2 separate regions of the Mus musculus genome follow, and region 2 is linked to region 1. A link is a contact called in public Hi-C data. All regions are on one chromosome and are shown on one strand. The core of a region is the stretch at or near the end of the contact, and the rest is flanking DNA. Distances in the headings are between cores, read along the strand shown. Region 1 overlaps Zfhx3 (zinc finger homeobox 3). Region 2 has its middle 44 kb from the start of Gm35145.

Evidence for each region. Hi-C and Micro-C count contacts between places; a contact is called where the count stands out from the background.
Region 2: a Hi-C map of the N1E-115 cell line shows a contact between it and region 1, with 7 times the contacts expected there. The contact joins two enhancer-like sites. A contact is called at or near these places in 1 of 39 promoter capture datasets (hippocampal neurons), 12 of 484 Hi-C or Micro-C datasets (the N1E-115 cell line, adipose-derived mesenchymal stem cells, cerebellar granule neurons and 7 more), 4 of 115 datasets of contacts at active chromatin or transcription factors (embryonic basal ganglia, embryonic forebrain, embryonic stem cells and 1 more) and 3 of 9 other capture datasets (embryonic stem cells, embryonic tail and embryonic trunk).

What each region holds. Positions count from the first base shown.
Region 1 is chr8:108,801,079-108,804,497 of GRCm38.p6, reverse strand. The region is part of intron 3 of Zfhx3 (zinc finger homeobox 3); the gene reads right to left. Among named protein-coding and RNA genes, the nearest start is that of Zfhx3, 88 kb to the right of the region's middle. Within about 2 kb of position 1,902, at least 9 of the 459 cell types and tissues checked have an H3K27ac peak or open chromatin away from gene starts, as enhancers often do. A contact at or near this core is called in the N1E-115 cell line, where this site is marked.
Region 2 is chr8:109,415,812-109,418,881 of GRCm38.p6, reverse strand. It overlaps a transcript of Pmfbp1 not described here. Among named protein-coding and RNA genes, the nearest start is that of Gm35145, 44 kb to the left of the region's middle. Within about 2 kb of position 1,456, at least 67 of the 459 cell types and tissues checked have an H3K27ac peak or open chromatin away from gene starts, as enhancers often do. A contact at or near this core is called in the N1E-115 cell line, where this site is marked.

The DNA.
Region 1 (3,419 bases), core at 653-3,152:
ACTACGATTACATACAAAACTCATTTTAAAAAATCATCACTGGAGCTGAGATGGCTCAGTGGGTAGAGGTGATTGTCAGTAAGTCTGCCAACCTAAATTTGATTTCTGGAACCCATATGGTAGAAGAAGAAAATGAACACACTCAAATTGTACACACACAAACACACACAGACAGACACAGACAGACACACACACACACATACACACACAGAAACACACACATGCATACATGAATACACACACAATAAGTGTTTTAAATTAAAAAAATAAAGCAGAATAGGGAATTCTAGGAGAAAATATGTTTTTTTTCAGATTAGCTTAACCTCTGTGTTGTCCCACATTTTAGAAAGGCCAGTCCTAACACAGCAGCACAGAAATCTTGGGACCCAGATGGCTTGTACTTGGGGGATTTTTTTACCCCTGATTCTGGAATATCTTTATTTACCTTATGACCTATGTTTAGATTGGGTCTGAGATCTAAACACAAATTCATCAGATTTAGTTACGCTGCCCGAGGGAACTCGGTGCCATTTTGGCAGTACCCACATGTTTTGGCTCAACTTTCTGATTGGGGATTTTTTCAGATTAGGGTTGCCGCACCTACATCAACCCCCATGACACCCAGGGAAGTGACCACAGGACAAAGCCTGCCTGTGACACTCCTGATCCCGTGATCTGTCACCTCCAACATACAGGGAAGATGGGAAGATGGCAAGGCTTGGTTGGAAGAACGAACACTGGAGATCCACTGTGAGGTCAAACTGCAGGCAGTCCAGCTACTACGGCAAAGGACGGCTAACTCCAGCTGCTAGGAATGCGGCCTAGTTGGTGGAGCCAACCCTGATGTCCAATGGAGCCTAGCATGACGACCAATGTTCAGTCCCTCATGAAACTTTGTGTGAAGGTGTGCACTTGTACCGTGTGCAACATGGGAGGTGGAGGCAGGAAAGGAAGACTAGAAGTTTAAGATCCTCTTCAACTACTCGGTGAGTTGAAGACTGTTCTGACCGGTCTGAGACCCAAAAAGCTACACTGTCTCAAAAAAAAAAGATACTGTCTCAACAAAGCAAAACACAAAGTTAAAAAAACAAAAAAAACAACAAAAAAAAAACTTTTAGTTTGCCCAGGCTGAGCATGAACAATTTGCCAGGAAGTGGGGCAGAAGAAGGGGGAGGGGTGGGTCAGGGCAGGATGGGGTGAGCTGGGCAGACTGAGTGCTCTCCCTAGGTCAGCTGCTTCTGGAGCGGTTTCTCTAGCAGACAGTAAAGAACTTGATTACATCCAGTTAACTGTGCTCTAAACTGATTATGCATGTGCCGGGCTAATGGATTACATTAGCAGGAGGAAAAGTAGCACGCAGTCAATCTCCATTACTACGGGACACACCAGGGCCCCCGCCAACCACCTCCAAACCCCACCCGAATCCAGGCTCTGAAGAAAACCAAGGAGAAGGGAACCCTCCCTCTTTATCTTAGTCTCATGGAGGGAAGGCAAGGGCTCCGGAGTAAGGTCTGGACTCATAATCTGTGTCATCCAAAGGTGGGTGGCAGAGCTCCCTGCCTCTCAAAAGAGCCTCGGCGAGCAGAAGGGCATTCATTCTCCAAGGACTAATAAGACCAGACTCTAAAGACCTTTGCTTCCTGACCCTGGGGCAGCTCTTCTGAAACACCAAGGCTGATCACTCCAGAGAGCCACCAGCCAAAGAGCTGCTGGTCCCAACTGGCCAGCCTCTGCCTCAGTATCTTGGGCTCTTCTACTTGTGGCTTTGAACAGGAGCACGATCGCTCTGTCCTGAGCTAACAAACAAACAAAAAGCCGACAGAATAAATAAGGTAAGTATGGCCCAGTTACATGAGTGACCAGCGCAGATAGGGCAGAAAATGTTTCCTTCACACCTGTTCCTCAGAAAATGCCTCACTGTTGACTTTTCGGGTGTGATCCATGGACATGATATGGGGTGGGGCTGGGGGAGTGGGGGTGAGGAGTTCTCAGTAAACCCTGTGTTTCCTGACCCTTCAGAAGCAAATCCAAGAGCTTGGCTTTAGTGGAGCCCTGGACCACATGGAAGATGTGGCATGAGGGCTTAGTGGTCAGCGTGTGCATTTTACAATCTAAGGGGAGATCCATTTCTTAAGAGAGAAGAGCCCAGCTTCAGTCCATGTCTATGCGACCCTTCATAAGGTGACATATGACCTTCAGTGGCCAGGAGGATTCCCTTGTGCAAACTTAACTGCCAGGTCCTTCAGAAATGCTGGCTCCCTCTGGCTTTTCCCACCTGGTTGTCTTGGCCATGTCAGCACCACTCAGGTCATACCTGCAACTGAACCTGACTGCCAAGAGCATTCTTTCTACTGTGGCACGAAATCAAGCCAGTCCGGTGAGGAATTCGTATGCACAGAATAGAGGATCTGGCTTAGACTCAGTATACCAACCAATCCTGGTCCACTGGACCTGGTGTCAGCTGTCACTTCTAGAACACAATATCCCTACTGCCTTTCTCTAAAACTGTTCCTTATACACAGTGCTCCCTGAGGATGCGCTAAGGCAAGACCAATCGTAAACATCAACCCAGCGGAGACCAGGGAGAGCCAAGGAGTCTCCCTCGTGTGGGGTCTCCGCTGACAATCGCAAGAGGGACACGGGAGACTGTGCCAGCTCAGAGTCCACAGTCGGCAGGAACTGACTGACCACTTGCTAGCCCAGGAATGAGAATCCGTCAGAGGAAAGAGAAGGGGCTGAGGAGGAAACTGGAGAGGATGGAGAGAGGTGAGGGAGTGGAGGGTGTGTGGACCGGGGCTGGGGAGATTTATGGCGATTTGTACCTGATTGTTCATACTAAAGCCATTATGGGATGATTAGAGGGAAAGGTGAGGCTTTAAGTCCAGCGAAAATCAATAGGAACGTCTGGAGCAATCCTGCCGTGCAAGTAAAAGGACTATTTACAGTATCTGCAGCCCCTCCTCCTTGACGGTCTACACTGCTCAGCCAGAGACTGAGGGGTTGGGAGAGAAAAGGGGAGGGGAGGGAGGGAAGGGGAGGGGAAGGGAGGGAAGGGAAGGAAGGAATGAAAGAGGCTAAAAGGAGAGGAAGCAGAGAACATGGATGCAAAATGCAGAAACTTGAAGAAAGAACCAAGGAGCTCTTTCTCTCCATAGCATTTACTGCCTTCCACCACAAAATTTAGCCATGGGATCTGCAACTTATCTTCTCCCCTAAAGAATGAAAACGCTGTGAGGGCAGGCATCTGGATGTGAGTACATACATGTGTGCATATCTGTATAAACATGTATACATGTATTTATATGTATGTGCATATACACATATGTATGTGTGTGTGTATATACATATATATGTATATATGTGTATGTGTGTGTGTGAGCACGGGTTTGTATTGGGCTATCTTATGTGCACTGATATAC
Region 2 (3,070 bases), core at 207-2,706, 610 kb before region 1:
ATGTGTGCCGAGCTGAGAGAAAGGACCTCGGCATTAGCCTGGCACCTGCTGACCTCTGACTGAGTGTCACAGGACAAGTCACTTTTCTGCCATCTTACTACAATTAGGACTGTACCAAATGACCTCTAAGGACTTGCTTACAGCTCAAATACTCTCTGGCTTTTAAATCTTCTTTTATGTGCACTATAACAGCCATGCAGCAACGACAAATTTTCTTCATGTGCCTATTTTATAGCCATTTTATGGGATTATAGCATATGTGTGCTCATATGTGTGTGCGCTTATATGTGTGTCTCTCTGTTACCCCCCCAACACACACACACACACACACACACACACACACACACACACACACACACACAGAGGATTAGTGGTAACCACTGTAGATAATATAAGTGTAATAATCTGTAAATACAACTTGTACACAGAGGATGCCAGGGTATTTAGATGCCTCTGTTGGAGAACACATGTAAGCATCCATCACAGGTATAAAATAGCATCCTCTGAAATGCCATTTCTTCCTTCCCCCAGGACAGATAAAGCGCCTGCAGACTCTCCGACCAGCCACTGAAACAGCCATGAAAAACCTCACGCTTTTCTAAAGCAGGACAAAGCTTTGAAGCTTCAGCGTCTGCTCCCCAGCATCCCCTGGCTGTGAGGAGGACAGCATTTCCCTAGTCAAAACAGCCTGGCTCTATTTATAGTGCTCACGTCTCCAGATAATAAACGGAACTCGCGGGCTATGCTCAGATCGCCTTCCTTCAGCCACCCCACCACTTAGCACAACGCCCACAATGAAAAACAAGGTCTACAATTTGGAGCCGTGGCTCTAGTTAATTACCTCAGAGGAGACAATGACCACCCTATACTTGAAGAGCCAAAACCCGGAAAGAGTGTCTGATACCCTTTGTTTGCCTTGGGTTTTTAGCATCCCTCTGGCTAGTTCACTGGGCTTGGTGGGTTTTTTGTTTGTTTGTTTGTTTGTTGTTGTTGTTGTTGGGGAGTAGGGTGGGTATTTCTTTAAATGATTCTAGAAATATCTCATCTCCGTGGTTGGAGAGAGGCTGTGTTCATCAGCTAGGTAATGTTCTTAGCAGATAGCGCTTTAAGTAAGGACAGCAGACAATACAGCTTCCACGGAGACTACTACAATTCCCTTCTATTCTTTTTCAAATGTTAAGTTTGTATTAGGTTATTTAATAGACCACAATATATTCAGTAGGTACAGAATCCATGGCCCCAAATGGCTGCGTTTTAATTCTATCCTTCTAGTCTGTTTTAACTAAGACGTTTTCTCCTGTGCATATAATCTTCATTATCATAGAAGTTATTTTTAATTTATAATTAACATAGTCTCTGTCTCATCATGTATGCCTTGATCGACTTGGACCCTCCAGACACATCTTATCTGGTACCACGTTGGCTGGGTCCTGCAGTTCTCCAAACATACAGTAGGTGTCTATCTTAGCCTTCCTTATCCCTTCACTTTCTTTTCTAGTCCCTGACACTGGGATATAGTGCATAATTCCAAAATGGCAGCTTTTTGAAAATTCACCTTGATTATCAGACATTAAAAGTGACTCATCCCGCAGTGACTGTCTGGCAGAAGGGATAGGATCAGACAGCAAGACAATGAGGGGACTGGGAACATTAGCGCACTAGATTACAGAGCCATCAAAAATACCTTTGTTCTGTCAAAGATCCAATCATTTGCTAGTTGTGTTCTGTGGAGGAGAAAGAAGGGGGGAAAATCCACCAAACAAACAAACAAGAAAATTCATCTGAGAATTAAAAACCTCCTCAGATCTCTTTATCCTAAGTGGGGAAGGGACGTAGCTGATGATCCATTTCAAGAGCAGGCAAGGTGGAGCTGCGTCTGAGCGGGGAATCTGTATGTAGCAGCTTTTCCCCTCAGTAGCCATCACACTTTGCTTATGACCTTCTGCCCTTTGCGTCTCCGGAAGAGCGGAAACTGCCAAGTTCAACAGGGCTTGGTTTTGTCTGTGTGTCTGTACTGAGCCTGACTCACGGTGGAACAGTTAGAAGGAATGATCGCACAATTAGAGCGTTTTCATTCAAAGCGCAGCTTCTGATTTCCATCACGGTATATTAGAAAGCTAAGCAAGACATGTGTGATGGGCTAGAGGGGCAGATGCTGAGGGAAGCTGTTGGCAGCAGGCTTTCCACAAGCATCCAAACAGGCGTCTGTAAAATAGCAGAAGGAGCCTCGCAGAGACCGTGGATTCTGTATCAAGCATGTATGTGTGTCTCTGTGTTCAAGGGGGAGAAGGGACTGGGTGGGCAGTAGTGTCCTTTTCAGGGAGCCCTTCTTAGGGAGCTGCCCAGGCAGGTGAGAGGAGAGTGAGATGTCCTGAATCTCGGAGCTTCTCATCCCCCAAGAGACGGAGAGGCCAGATGGGACGTGGGTGTCTGGCTTCCTTCTCCCTTTCTTAAAAAAAAAAAAAAAAAAAACCAAAAAAAACCCACAATTTCCATCATTTGTCTATGAACTCAGAGGAGGAGTTTATCAGTCATGGAAAATGCCCCAAAGGGGCTCAGATCAAAGGCAGACTTTGAAATGTGTACTTAGGTGGATCTCCCTGCCAAATACATTAATGTGATTAAAACACAAATTCCATTGGCAGTTATTCCATCTGTTTAGGTGATGTTGGTTGGCAGTGCCATGTACCGGTCAATGGTGGCCTTTTACAGAGGAGTGCCGAGTGAATTTAAATGCTCTGCCGCACACGGATGCTACCTGCCGCGCTCTGGGAGGATTTGGAGGTCTTATTTGCTGGCAGGGCAGGGGAACCAGCTGCTGTCACACCACACAGGGATCTAGTGATAAGAATGGCTTCCTGTTCACTGCCGTCTCGCAAATGGATTCGTGAAAACAACTCGTTGTGATTTTCTAGGTGTGGTTGGTACACGGGGGCTTGCTACTTCTTGTATCCTCCCCCCTCCCCATTCTTATTTCTGCCTTCAGGTACAGAGCACCTCCATGACCACCCCCACCCCATTTATTACGTCGAGCATCAGTGAGTACATTGCTTTATGGATGGAAGGAGAC